Linked DNA regions of Sus scrofa: all the other regions are linked to region 1. A link is a contact called in public Hi-C, HiChIP or PLAC-seq and promoter capture Hi-C data. All regions are on one chromosome and are shown on one strand. Each heading gives the region's core, a stretch centred on a gene start, on an enhancer-like site or on the middle of the called end of the contact. The rest is flanking DNA. Distances are from core to core; before and after follow the strand shown. Region 1 holds the start of EPB41 (protein 4.1). Region 2 holds the start of TAF12 (transcription initiation factor TFIID subunit 12). Region 3 holds the start of SRSF4 (serine and arginine rich splicing factor 4). Region 4 holds the start of TMEM200B (transmembrane protein 200B).

What was found. Promoter capture Hi-C pulls out the DNA fragments that hold promoters and counts their contacts. Hi-C and Micro-C count contacts between places; a contact is called where the count stands out from the background. HiChIP or PLAC-seq counts read pairs in DNA pulled down with a chosen protein or histone mark.
Region 2: a contact with region 1 is called in an H3K27ac HiChIP or PLAC-seq map of alveolar macrophages. The contact joins the promoter of TAF12 here to the promoter of EPB41 in region 1. A contact is called at or near these places in 17 of 47 Hi-C or Micro-C datasets (alveolar macrophages, embryonic fibroblasts, epiblast stem cells and 8 more) and 1 of 2 datasets of contacts at active chromatin or transcription factors (alveolar macrophages).
Region 3: a contact with region 1 is called in a Hi-C map of skeletal muscle, with 5 times the contacts expected there. The contact joins the promoter of SRSF4 here to the promoter of EPB41 in region 1. A contact is called at or near these places in 3 of 5 promoter capture datasets (fetal liver, liver and skeletal muscle), 29 of 47 Hi-C or Micro-C datasets (adipose tissue, alveolar macrophages, blood and 16 more) and 2 of 2 datasets of contacts at active chromatin or transcription factors (alveolar macrophages and skeletal muscle).
Region 4: a contact with region 1 is called in a promoter capture Hi-C map of fetal liver, with 6 times the contacts expected there. The contact joins the promoter of TMEM200B here to the promoter of EPB41 in region 1. A contact is called at or near these places in 3 of 5 promoter capture datasets (fetal liver and liver), 21 of 47 Hi-C or Micro-C datasets (alveolar macrophages, blood, embryonic fibroblasts and 13 more) and 2 of 2 datasets of contacts at active chromatin or transcription factors (alveolar macrophages and skeletal muscle).

What each region holds. Positions count from the first base shown.
Region 1 is chr6:85,840,708-85,844,140 of Sscrofa11.1, forward strand. EPB41 (protein 4.1) reads left to right here and starts at 1,831. Exons shown (of 17, transcript XM_021095721.1): 1 at 1,831-1,995. LOC106510640 (a long non-coding RNA gene) reads right to left here and starts at 1,148. Exons shown (of 3, transcript XR_001309282.2): 1 at 1-1,148.
Region 2 is chr6:85,641,314-85,644,587 of Sscrofa11.1, forward strand. It overlaps TAF12 (transcription initiation factor TFIID subunit 12), which reads right to left and starts at 1,774. Exons shown (of 6, transcript XM_021095678.1): 1 at 1,645-1,774. LOC110261125 (a long non-coding RNA gene) reads left to right here and starts at 1,819. Exons shown (of 2, transcript XR_002344955.1): 1 at 1,819-2,073.
Region 3 is chr6:86,090,583-86,094,044 of Sscrofa11.1, forward strand. It overlaps SRSF4 (serine and arginine rich splicing factor 4), which reads right to left and starts at 2,021. Exons shown (of 6, transcript NM_001077216.1): 1 at 1,915-2,021. The coding sequence starts at 2,021.
Region 4 is chr6:86,031,346-86,034,683 of Sscrofa11.1, forward strand. TMEM200B (transmembrane protein 200B) reads right to left here and starts at 2,010. Exons shown (of 2, transcript XM_005653387.3): 1 at 1,915-2,010.

The sequences.
Region 1 (3,433 bases), core at 581-3,080:
TCACATACTCATTTAATTTTCGAAACAGCTCCACATGAAGTTAGGGCTATGATTAATTCAGAGGGAAAGTGATTTGCCCAGAGGTACAAAGCTGATAAGATGAAGAGCTTGGACTCAGTTGCCTCCAAATCCCAAACGCTAACCACTGGGCAATACCATCTGGTGGGCAGGTGAGCGTGTGGACAAGTGAAAGGTGTGCTAATAGTCTTTGGGAACCTGGGTGTGACATTTTTCCCTATGGATTCCACTGGGCTAGGGATTGAAAGGGTCTCGAGTGTTTAGATTTCCATCAAAGGAATTAAAGTTTCTCTGGGGCATTAGAGTCTGCCCATCTTTGTTGGAATGCCACCCCCAGATCTAGGGACCGAGTCAGCTCCTCCTCTGCTAGATTGTGAGCCTCTTGAAGGCAGAGATCAGGGCCCTGAAACTGTCAACAAGACTCAGAGGAGGCTTCAGTGAATTTGGGGGGCAAAACATGAATTTATGACCTTGATATAACATTAACATCAATAATCATAATAAATGCTAACACTTTTTGGATGCTCACCCTGAGACTGGCACTGTTCTTAGTATTTTACCTGGATTATTTCATTTAATGACAGGCAGCTTGTAAGTGCCAATGCTGGGGACTGAGACCCAGGCAGTCTGATTTCAGAGCCCATCTAATTGGAAGACCACTGAAGTCATAGGAAGTCATTTGTCCTTAGTAGGCTTCAGTTTGCCCCATCTGTCCCCAAAGGGATTAGCTCTCCATGGCTCTCCAACCTGAAAAATTCTATGATTCTATGATTCTGTGATTCCTCAAAGTGGAAAGGGGATTAGGTATGTTCTCTGTGGGTAGAACTCTTAAAGGGCAGATTTGGCCATAAACTTTGAATGAGCTTTTGAAGTTTCAGGACGTTTTTAAAATGAAGGAGGCCTGCCTGGAAGATGGTGAGCTTCCTGTCATTGGAGGTATGTGAGCACAGGTCTGGAATAAGGTAGAGAGGGGAGGGGACATGGACCAGTAACCACACAAGCCCCTTTTAGCACTGATCAGATGGGATCAGGAGGGGGAAAATCTTTGAGAAGAGTGGCAAGGAGTTGCCCTCATGGCTCAGGGGTAAAGAATCTGCCTAGTAACCATGAGGATGCAGGTTCTGTCCCTGAACTCCTTCAGTGGGTTAAAGATCCACTGAGCTGAGCTGTAGCATAGGTCCCAGACGCAGCTGAGATCTGGCATTGCTGTTGGTAGGCCAGGAGCTACAGCTCCGACTGGACCCCTAGCTGGGAACCTCCATACGCTGCGTGTGAGGCCCTGAAAAAAAAAAAAAAAAAAAAAAAAAGAGTGGCAAGATGGGAATAAGGGGAATGAAAGCCCACATTTACTGAATGCCACCCACTGTGTGCCAGACCTGTGTTTGGCATTTAACATATACTGCTAATTCTCAGGAAGACATTCTAAGATTCATAGTTGAGGAAAGATTCAGAGACGTGACTCACTCAAGGTCACACAGGTGGGACAGGTCATCCAGGTGTCCTCGCCAGGGTTGCTTCCCTAGGTCCCCTATGACCAAATCCCTGTCTCCCTTCCAGCCCTTAGGGGTAGCACCACGTGGAAAATTGCATCATACTTTAGGCGTATGACGTCAGAATCCACACCAGCCAATCTAGGAACTCCCTCCCCAACCCTCCCCAGACCCAACGGGTGAGCCCTCGACCGCCCACAGCTGGCCGTACCATCAGGCCGCACCTGCAGGCCCCGCCCCTTCCCGGTTGCGACATTCACTCTGTCCTGCCCCGTTCGCCCCGCCGCCCCACCGAATGGCAGTTGTCTGCGCCTATCAGAAGGCGCCCCGGGTCGGGGGCGGGGCTTCAAGCCAGAGTTGCCCTGTCAGTGCAGGTGGAGGCCCCCGGCGGGGCAAAGTGGCAGGAACCTCTTAAAGGGCGAGAGCGGCGGAGGGCGAGAACGCGGTCCGGCCCGGCCCGGCCAGGTCTCCGCCCGGTCCGGCCCAGGTGAGCCTGGACCGCCTGGGGGGCGACCCCGGGCCCCCGGGAGGGACGGGGTGACAAACAGATGGACCTGTGCCCAAGGGCCCAGGCCGTCCCACGGGAGGGGACATATCTGGTTCTAAGGGTCGGGGTCGGGGGCTCTAGGAGTCCCGAGTTCCAAGTTCCGAACTGGAGGTCCATAGGGGCCTGGGCGTCTCGAAGTTCAGGGTGCAGGGAGGGCAGGGGCGACAGGAAGGGGGTCCTAGAGCTCGCGTCCGAAGCTGGACGCTTGGCGTTGGCGGTCCCAGCGGGTCCCGGGTCTGTCTGCGGCGGGGGTCCTGGGTTGGGTGCCAGCCGGCGGGTCTCTGCGGAGTGCTGCAGCACAAGCGCTCCCCCCACAACCCCGCCCTGTCAGGCCCCGCGTGCTCCTGCCGGGCAGGCTGCAGCGCCCGCGGAGCAGGCGGGCGGGCTGGCGGCGCACAGCGGGAAGGGGCACCCGGCTCCGGGGCCCCTGGATTGCTCTGGCTCTTACGTAACTGACTTTGAGTTTCCGGACTCAGGGACCCGAGAGCTGGGGCGCCGGCTCTGCCCGCCAGGGTGGCTCTCCGGTCGCCGCCCCGGCCGCACATGCTCTCTTCCAGGCGTGGTCTAGGGGACTTCTCTCTCTGCGTCTCTGATCTGCCGGACTCTGTCGGGCTCTGGTTCCGGCTTCTGATTCTCATCCCCCGGGTCCTTGTGACTCATCTCCTCTCTGCATGACCCAGTCTTTCCCTGCCCCTGTCCTCTGGCTTTCTCGAAGAGTTTTCTGCCCTCACCTACACTTTCCAGCACACCCCACCTCTCTGGGGTAGCATAGGACTTCTCCAGCAAACTGGAGGCGGGAATTTGTCCAGACCGACCTCAGCCCAGCCCCGGAAGGACTGGGGGTGGGGGGGACTATCACGAAGGGTTGGAGGAGGTTACTCCCAGTGCGCAGCTTCTCCTGGTTGAATGTGACCCCTCAAGTTCCCGGATTAGGGAGGAAGGCAGCCCCTTCTCTGCTTCTGGAGCCCTTTTCTCCAGGAGGAGGCTTGGGGAGAGCCTTACCTAGGCTGGGACTTGGGAGTCCCTGTCTGGTGTCAGGGGCAGGGCAGCGGCTCAGATACTGAAGGGAAGAGAGGGGGGCCAGGAGAGAGGCCATAGCTCTGGCGCAGAGTCCCTGAAGTTGTGGCATGTCCCCAACCTTCATCCCAGTTACAGGCCTGGGGACCAGTCTTGACTGGAGGCTGGAGATGGGGAGGGTATCAACAGGAGGAGACCAGAGGACTTTTGCATGGGGGGAGGGGGAGGCTGGAGATAGACTCTCAGGTCTAAGGAGCACATACTGGAGTCACTTCCTGCCTTTCGGGCCCTTCGGAGTGTCAGAGAGACAGACACCCCTGAAATAACTCCTGTACCCTTCTGCTGTCAGGTGCATGTAAAC
Region 2 (3,274 bases), core at 524-3,023, 200 kb before region 1:
ATCTAACTGGTGGGGCAGTAAGCAGTAATTAAATGATTTAATACTTGAAAGTGCTTATGATGGTGTTTGGTTAGTCTGAGTAAGTTTCAGTAAAAGGTATTATTGAAGAAGGGAAGTGACTAGTCCAAGTCTCTCCACCATCCTTATCTGAAAGCGGCTATTTCCAGTAAATGCTTATGCTAAAAATACAGGATACAACTTACCTATATGAACTTTCTAAATGACTATTTTTGAGAGGGAAGGGGCTTCATTTAATGGTTTCCTAACTGGTAAGTGACATTCACTGCATCAATGTCAATACAGTAACAAGACTCAAAGTACTTAAATCTGTAAAAATTTCCCTCTTGAGTTTGAAGTTAGAGCAAAGATTCTAGAAGCATGTTTTCAAGGAGTATTAACCGAGCCTCTCCCATTTGCTATGCAGAGCAGGGTACTGTAACAAAATTTCCATCTAATCAATCATTGACTCAGTGTAACCCTAAGCCCTGTTTGGACTTTAGCCTCCTTAGAGGTAAAATATGAGTTTATAAAAGATGATCTTGGGAGTTCCCTGGTGGTCTAGTGGTTAGTACTTGGTGCTTTCACCGCTGCTGTTCCAAACCCTGGTCTGGGAACAGAGAAACAGATATCCTCCTACATAAAGCCGCTGCAAGCCCGGGGGTGTGGGGGGACGCCTGATATTTCCGGGGTCTCTCCATCTCTGTCATTCTCTTCTTTGAAATGCAGAGATCTATGCTAAATATCGGAGTTGAGTGGAATGGGATTTAAAGCACTTATAAAGTACACAACTGAGTTCAAACTGCTTTAACTTCACACCAGTGCTACTCCTGAAGGAGCAGAAAACGAAGATGCTTGGCTTCCTAGATCGTTCTGACACGATAAGCCTGCCAAAAGCCAAATAGGCAGCGTGAAGGAGTCGTCTTCCCCTGAATACATCCTTTACCATTCCCGGTTCAGAGAATATGAGGGGATGGGGGAAGGATCACTATGTCTTTTTCAAACTCTCTCCCCTTCCCTTGGAGGCTGATCTACTTACAGACACAGCCCCTTACACTCTCCGCTTTTAGGATCTCAGGTCCTCATAGTCCTGTTCCCTCAGGTACTTCGGAGTCTGCAAGCCCCGATCCGGTCCCCAAAGAAGCGCGTCTTCACTGCCCGCTCCTGTTCTTCCCAAACCCAAATGTTCTCTTACCGCTCCTGCCTCTCAGGAACCTGTCTTCGCTGCCCTGTTTCTGAATCGTTAGAAGCCTGGGTCTTCACTGTTCCGCTTCTGCCGCTTAAGAGCCCAAGTCCTAACAGCTTCGCTTTTACCTCTCAGGAGTCCGTGTCTTCACACCCCGTTCAGTTCCGACCCTCTCCTCTTAGAAGCACGGATCCTCATAATCCTATCTCTCTCAACTCGCTTTCCCTTGCGTGCGGGAGAACTCACATCCATCCCGGTTCCCTAAGTCCCGTCTGGAGCCCAGGTCCCCACAGCCGCGTCTTCTCCGATCCCCGAGCCCCTCAGTCCCGTCCCACGAGCCTGATTCCTCACACAGCCCAGTCTCCTTCACAATTTGGCTCTTCGAACACTGACCACTGTGGTCTGGGTCCTGACTCCCTCCTCCCGCTCTTATTCCTCAACTGCCAGGGCCCAAGACTCACAGGCAGCAGCGTCTATCTCCCCATGATATGCGGAGACTGCCCCAGTGAAGCGTTCGTCTCAGCAGCCGGTCCGACTGCTCGGCCCTCCCCGAGTACTTCCGGCACCGCTCCCCGCCTCCAACCCGGAAACGCGCGGCTCTTCCGGCTGGCGGGCGCGCGCCTGCTTTGCGCAGGCGCAGACTGCTCTCCGACACGTGGTCGCCGTTCTGCGCTGTAGCTCAGTTCTGGTGGTTAGGTTTTTTCGGCTTGTGGTTAATGGGCAGTGTAAGCAAACTATGCGCTTTGTATTCTGGCGGTACGAACCCTGCCCTAGCTATTTCTTTCCGACTCTGCCTGCTGTGTATATCGCTATCATGACCAGCATTGACGTCCTCGGATGGCTTAGAGGTCGCCATTTTTGGTTGGTGTCTTTGTCGTGCTATCAGGAAGGTAATAACTCGTGGGACAGCAACACTCCATAGATATCCCGTTGGACCCCAGCAGGAAAAATCTGAGGACAAGGGAGACCGATTGGGTTATGACTGTGAATAGGCAGTTAATAATAATAGTAATAATTGAGCCCTTACTATCTGCCAGAAATTTTTCTAAACCTACGGTAAATCATTTTAACGATTTAAAGGAAATCTGTGAGATTAAGCAAGTTAAGTAGCTAATAAAAGCAGAGTCTCAAATTGAACTCACAAATTCTCACTCCAAAGCCTGAACTGTACTTCAACCATTAAACTGATGCCTTTGGTTATCTCTTCCATCAAATGCATGGTGACAGTTGCTTTATTTATGCTATGCTAGATGCTAGGCATATAAACAAAACACAATTCCAGCCTCAGTCCCTTTGGAGCCCAGGTCCACACACTAAGATGGAGAACCTGCAAACATAAAGGAGAGTACAAAGTGCTGTGACAGCCCAGAGTGAACAGCAGTAACTGTCACAAGGAAAAGCTGTCTCCTACCTGAACTGATGCAGCAATTTGCTCTCCCTTGTCTTCTTTTTCTTTTTCTTTCTTTTTTTTTTTTTTTTTTTGGCCATTCCTGTGGCTTGAAGAAGTTCCCTAGGCCAGAGGTGGGACCCATGCCCCAGCTCTGACCATAGCTACAGCAGTGACAGCACCAGATCTTTAATCCCCTGAGCCATGAGGGAACTTCCCCTTCCTGTCTTTATATCTTGCCATCTTCATCCCACCAAATTCACAATCCTCCCTTACACTGTCACAGATCCATGTTCACAGATTCCAGGCCCTTTCACCATTAGGCTTCGAGTTATCGTCCTAGTCTTATTTCTCTGCCACTGATCCCTTCATTCTTTTTTTTTTTTTGACTTTTTGACTTTTTGACTTTTTGCCTTTTCCAGGGCCACTCCTGCGGCATATGGAGGTTCCCAGGCTAGGGGTCCAATTGGAGCTGTAGCTGCTGGCCTACACCACAGCCACAGCAACATGGGATCTGAGTCGTGTCTGCCACCTACACCGCAACTCACGGCAACACCGGATCCCCAACCCACTGAGCAAGGCCAGGGATCTAACCCTCAACGTCATGGCTCCTAGTCGGATTCTCCAACCACTGAGCCACTATGGGAACTCTGATCCCTTCATTCTTCTAAGGAGTCTGGCATACCATTTTTGTTTTTGCACTG
Region 3 (3,462 bases), core at 771-3,270, 250 kb after region 1:
AAGAGCAGAACTGTTTTTCTGCCTCCTCCCCAATTCATTTAGCACAATAGCAGGCACATTCGTTAGCAACACAGATGATCCATTAATTACTTTTCCCATTAACATCAACAATCATTTCCTAAGTAACCTTAGAAAACAGACTTCAATCATTACCTGAGGAACCTTAGAAAACAGACTTCACCAAATATGCTTCACACTATTAAACACTCAACAAGCTAAGATGTGTCTCCTTATGATCATGGTCAAATCCCTTTGATTATAGCTACCATTTACAGCAATGAGCCAAATGCTTTACAATTATTACCTCTAATCTTCCTTTTCCTTGTGGATGAGGAAACTCAGAATCAGAGAAATAACTGGCCCACAGATAGTAAGTGGTGAAGCTAAGATTTGACCCAGGCCTGCCTGATTTCAAAACCTAAGCTTTCCTTACCAAATTTAATTATCCCGACAACTTAATTGGGCTCTAAAGAAAATCTGTAAGTTTAAACTCCATTCTCGATCATTCAGATATATGATACATATCACAATAACAACCTCCGGCCCACTTTATCTAGTATAAGAACTGAAACAAGTAATTTCCGTACAAAACAAGTAATTTCCGAAGACTTCTACTCTAAAAGAAATCAGTATTCATAATAAACACTTGATGACACTTTCCTTAGCAAGAAGGTGATTCTGCCTAACAATTAATTTGAAATAACTTTTTAAACCTAGGCAACAGTTTGAGTATACTGTAGCTTCCAGTTTTTTTCAAATGTGCAACTCAGGTATTTTTCTTAACTTCTCAAATGTTAGTTGCTAGCATTACATTGGGAGTAAACTGTACCCATAACAAACTTGTTGCAAAGCAGGTCTTAAAAAAAAAAAAAAAAAAAAAGCCAGAGTTCCTCTTAACACCCAAGGTTTAGTACACTAAAATGTCCCCCTTACTCCTTTTATTTTTGTATATCCATGCCTTTGTATACCCGCTAACATTTTCTGGTTCTCACAGTTTCCCCTTGTTGATTATCTTCTCCAGGCCTGACTCCTAATCTGTTTTCCCAGAAACTTGTAGCCCCTGTGGGCCCTGCTCTACCAAAGTCAATTAGGAATACAAGCAACAGAACACACCCGGATAGGTAGCAAGTTAGCAGTTTCAAGCTGTAAGTCTCCGTTTACATCAACTAGTTAACTAGTTACCGGGGCCATTATTCTCTAACAAATTCTACAAAGACAAAGCAATTTTTTTGCCAAGTTAGAGAACGGAAACCACAGCATGGAAACTTCGTACGCAGTCTTAAAGATAGCATGCTAAGACTCTAATTTATCCTTGTAGAGGGAACGGTGAAGGCTTTCGGCACCACACACGCCGATACTTTCGAAACTGTCACTAGACTACTCAAACCAGAGTCTCCCGCTCAAAAAAGTGTAGCACAGGGCAAGTCTAAAAAGGGTGTCCCTTCAGAGCTCCCGTCCCTGGGAGAAATGCGCTGTGATCATCTGATCCATTAAACTGGGTAAGAAATGAAAAGGGAGCAGGAAATCTGTTTATTTCCAGCAGCCCTTAGAGCGGGAAAGGTCTGTCTCTACCGGAGATCGACCAGGCCCTGGGAAGGAAAAAGCCAGGCCTCCCCAGCTGTCCTGGAGCTGTGCCCTCCCGCCCGGAGTCCCAATCCCACTCGGGTTTTCCTTTTCCCCGTCCCACTCAGAGCCTCACCATCGCTCCCATTATCCCTCCACCACCCCCACCCGCGCAGGCGCAGTGGGAACCGGGGCCTACCCGCGCCCCCGAGGCGCCGCGACTATGGCGGAGCGGGAGCAGGCCGGTAGGCGCTCTGCGCGGGGTAGGCGTCCCTCTCCCGTCACCGAGGCCTCCCCGCCACCGCCAGGGTCCCATCCCCACCCAGCCAGCCCCTCCTCCGCCCTCCTCACCCGTTCTTCAGATCCACCTCTAGGATCTTCCCGTAGCCCTTAAAGAAGCGCTCCACATCGCGCTCCCGGGCCTGATAGCTCAGGCGGCCGATGTACACCCGCGGCATCCCGGCAACTGCGGCGGCGGCTTGGCCCGGCCCCAGCCCCTTAGGCGGCGGCCGGCGAAGCGAGAGCGCGGCGACGGCGGCGGCAACGGGCGGGCGGCGGGACGGACGCAGCCGAACCCGGCGACGTACGCGAGCACGCAGCTCGCGAGCACGCGCCTCCCCCGCCCGCCCGCGGAGAGTAACGGGGGGGGGAACGCGCCTTCTTCCCGCCCTGCCGGAGGTGGAGGCGGGGCCTGTCCGGAGGCGCGCCGGCGCAGGGCGGGACCAGGTGATCGACAGGCGGCGCGGGGGTACATCCTCTCGCGAGCTTGGCGCGAGGGGCCTGCGCCGCTTGGCGCAGCCCGCGGGCTTCGCCCCTCCCCCGGAAGTGTCCACGTCCCCCTCCTTCCAGCCCTGAGAGCATTGCTGCTTTTGTCCCTTGAACCCGGAGCTGTATCGACTCTAGAGCAGATTTGGAATTAAACCTGGCTTCTAATTGTCTGTGACCTTGAGCTCATTACGCGCCTTTCGGCTTCGTCTTCTCTGTAAAAGGGGGATTAGTAATTCCAGCCTTCCAGAGTTGTTCCTAGCACCTCGTAAGTGCCCAATAAATAATAGCAATATTATTTTAAAAATAGGACAGTTTGCTTCAGTGGAAGCAGTGTGCAAAGTAGAGACTAGAACTTTGGAGCTAGATTAGGCTTGTCACTGGCTAAATTATTAAATTACCAATTTAATCTATTTTCTGACTTGTAAAATTAGAATAATTTATCCCATCTCAGTGGACTACCAGGGTAACTAAGAGAGTATGTGGAAGGGCTTCAGTATCTGGGACGTGGTAGGAGCTCAGTAAATATTGGTTCCCTTCTCTCCTACCCAGTTTATCTAGAATCACAAAGGAGTTTTGTTTCTTTGCTGTTTTTATTTACTTCAGAAATTATATTTTGAAAGGTAATTCATTAACTGGTTCAAATGATATACAGTGAAAAGTCTTCCCATCTCTGTCCTCTGGCAGCCTAGTTCCCCACCCTCCACTCCCTGAGAGGCCCACACAATATAATCAATTTCGTAAATGTTCTTTGAGGTATTTTACACATGTAAAGCAACTTGTGGTGTACCACACGTATGGTTCTGCATTTAATATAATTTGAAACTCATTCTGTAAGAGTACAAAAGGAGCTTCCTCAGGATTATTTTTATGGTTTATAATATGCCATTTTATACACTGATTTGTGTAATCAGTGCCTAGGAAAGGACATTGAAATAGATTCAAACCTTTGGTTATAACTGCTTCAGTGAGTAGTTTTGTATACATATATATATGTAGGATCTATTCCTAGAGATAAGATAGTTGGATCAAAGGGTGTGGGAGGGCAGTTTTGATAGATTTGCTCGATTTTCCATAAGTATCTGTTTCTCCATCTCATCATCACATTATCAAACATCAATCTGATAGCTGAAA
Region 4 (3,338 bases), core at 760-3,259, 190 kb after region 1:
GAACTGAATCGACGGGCCTAGGGTCGAAGCTCCAGATCGGGGGCTCAAGTCCGGGAGGGAAGATGGGGCTTCTCCGCCCAGGACGCTTGGAGATCCCTGGCGGCCACCCCCGGATTTTCCCGGGCTGCTAGGCGGGGAGCCGCCCCCGATCGGGTTTTCCGCAGCGGAGCTCGGAGCCAGAGACGCGCGGCAGAAGCCGGAGTTGGCCGGGACCGCGGGCGGAGACGAGGGAGGGGGGCACGCGCTGCTCCCTGGCGCATCCTGGGCTGCGGGGCTCTGGTCGCCTGAGCTCTCTTCGCCAGATTGCGGGTCCCAGGCCACCGGAGGTGTGGGGCCACCGGCAGCGGCGTCTCCAGCGTAAGTCCCGCCCGAGCTCGACCTCACCCCCGCACGTGGTTGCACCGTAGTAAAGGAGGGAGGGGTCACTTAGCCGCCCGGGTCTGCTGGGGTAGCTCGCTGGCCCCACCTCCCCCTCCCCTACTGCGCTTCACATACCGCAGCGGAGGAAGGGGGGGTGTCACGGACTCCAGCCTCTTCCTGCCCGCCCTCTCCTTCCAGACCTCCTCAGTCAGCACTGAAGCTGCAGCAAGAGAGACTCGAGCTAGACTCCGAGAAGACCACTCTGACCAAGACCAGTGGCAGACTTTACCCAGCATTTCTTTAAACTCCGCGAAGAAGAGGCCTCCCCCTCCTTCGAGGCCGGGCTACGGCCCGGGCAGGAGGTAGGGGGCTGCGGCCCGGGCGCCTTGCCGGGTGAGCTCCCCTCCTGGCTTTCCCGTTGGCCCGGGCAAGGCTGTTCTCGTAGGTTTCAGCGTTTCCCATTCAGGCTCCTCGGGATGAATCATCCCCCTTACCCGCCGCCTGGCCTCCTCCGACCGAATGGCCCGCGTCCCAGCCGTAGCAGCACCGCCCTTGCACCTCAGACTGCCCCAGGGTCGAGGCCGCCCGGCATGAGCCCCTCCTGGCTGCTGATACAGCCCGGTCTGAGGCCTGGATCTGGGCCGGGCAGGAGTAGCTAGGCTGCGTGTGATGTGGCCCCTACGGAAGGGAGGGTGTGGGAGGAAATGGGGCCTCGGTCCAGGCGCTCTGGGCCGCAGGAGAGAAGGGTTAAGACCTCGCTGTCTAGTGGTGCGTCCTCAGGGCCCCAGTCTGGTTTCTCAACAGCTGCAGCGCTGGAGCCCGTAGCAGAGGCCCCAGGAAGGAGGCCTTGTTGCCCTACTCACTCCCATCCGCACCCCCGAAGCTCCAAGCAGGACATTCCATCCCTGGCTTGGACAGGAGCGCTGAAGTCCCGGGGCCTAGCAAGGAGCCCCGGCGTTTCCTGCGTCCAAAGCCTGGTGTTCACAGAGGGAAACTGTGGCCCAGAGAAGCGAGGGGGCCTGTCGGGGTCACAAGCCACACAGGACGGGGGATCCACCTGGACCCAACGCTGGGCACTTCTCCGCACAGCCCCGGGGAGCGTTCTGGGGGGAAGCGAGGCCCATTACCCTTTCTCCAGCCCCATGCTGAAGATACGACCACCCCATCCCAGGCCAGGCTGGCGCCCCGGCCCCAGTTCCGGAAAGGTCACCCTTGAGTCCCGCGGGCCCTGGCGGGGAAGGAAGCGGAGGCGTGCAAAGATATATGGGGCCGAACATGCTCAGAGACCCCGAGACTCAGGAGGGTGTGAGTCGACGCTGGGGGCCCCTGAGAGGCAGAAACTTGGAGACACTGTCCGAAGATCCCAGGTCGCGGGAAATTGCTCAGGCCCGGGGCCGGGGCAATCCGGGGTCCGGCCTCTGCACGAGTCCACAGTCCGGCCCTGGGGCAAGGGAGGACCTGGCTCCTGCCCTCCCCAAGGCCTCTCCGGAGGGAGGGGCCAGACGAAAAGTTAGGGAGAGTGGAGGGCGAACCGCAGGCCCTAGTTTTGCTCACCTGGCGGCGCTAAGCCGCGCCGTGCCGGGGTGGGTCCGAGTACGACTCCGAGTCCGAGTCCGAGTCCGCGCGCAGCGGCTCACTGCACTGCTAAGGTCTCCGCGGAATCTTGGCCCCCGGCCCCGCCCCCGGCCCCAGCCCCGCCCAGCGCCGCCCTGGCCCCGCCCCCTGGGAGCCACAGGGATTGTCTGGCCAGTGCCCCGCCTGGCCCCACCACAGGAAGGAGGAGGCTACTCAAGTCAGGCTCGCAGGTAAGCGCTGTGTGTGCGCCCGGTGTCTCAGAGGATCCGGGGGCCTGAGTCCCGGTTAACGACGTTTAGAAGGCCTGGGAGGGTGCCCTCTTCTCACGTGGGGAAACTGAGACCCCGATCTGGAGAGTCACCTATCCAGCCCCACAGCCTGAGCGAGCAGATAAGATTTGAAGCCCTCACGCCCTCCCCCGCCTCGCAGAGTCCCTCCTTACAGGCACCCGGTAGAGGACTCTCGGGGGGCATCTGAGAGCCCACAGATGCCCAGCGTCGTCCAAGGAGCTTCCCAGAGGAGGCGGCCCGAGTTCCTGCCTCCGCCCGACCCCACAGCTCTTCCTCTATTTGAATCTCACTGCCTTCACCTGTAAAATGGGCATAATGCTGTCTGCCTCGCAAGATGATGAGAAGTGAAAATCCGGCCTCGAGAGCGGGGTTGCATGATTAGGGGGCACAGCCGGCAGAAGCCTGCGAGCTCTCAATGAACAGTAATAACGTGGGGGGAGGGGTAAATGGAGATGAAGCCGGTTCTCAGAGCCGGGTGAGTCTCTTGGAGAGTCCTGCTGGCCTCCCTAACCTACCCGAAGAAGATGCGCTCAAGCTGCAGTGGGGAGGCGGTGCTCGTCCCAAATCAGGAGAAGGTTTCAGAGGGCTGCGGCGCCCCCAGCCGACGGGCTCGAGGGGGGCGGCGGAGCTTTAGTGCCCCTCCCGCCCCCAGAGGCAAGAATGTGGATTGGAGCCAGGGGGTTCGGCCGGCGGCCCAGTTTCCATGATGCTGGGGGCGGGCTCGGAGGAGGAGGAGTGGTGCGGGCGGATTGCCAGCCTCCGCGCGGCCCCCCTCACTCCCGCAGCCCAGCCGGGCCCCTCGGGAGGAATTTCCGGCCTGGGATTGATTATAACCCGCCCCTCCCCCCAGCCGCGGGGACCCCCCGGCAAGCGGGACCAGAGGGGAGGGCGACCGACGGTAATGAGACCCGGCTGTGCGCCCGGGGGGCGGGGCGGGGTGGAGGAAACTCGAGGAAGTCGCCGGCCTGGGCCACCCTACTCTCCAACGCTTAGCCACACAGCACAGCTGGGCCTCGAACCCTGGCTCTGGCCCTCCGGCTCAGCCGAGGAGCCCCGAGGCCACCCCCTGGTGGCGGGGCCTCCTCCAGTGGGGCGACTGCGAGGATACGCGTG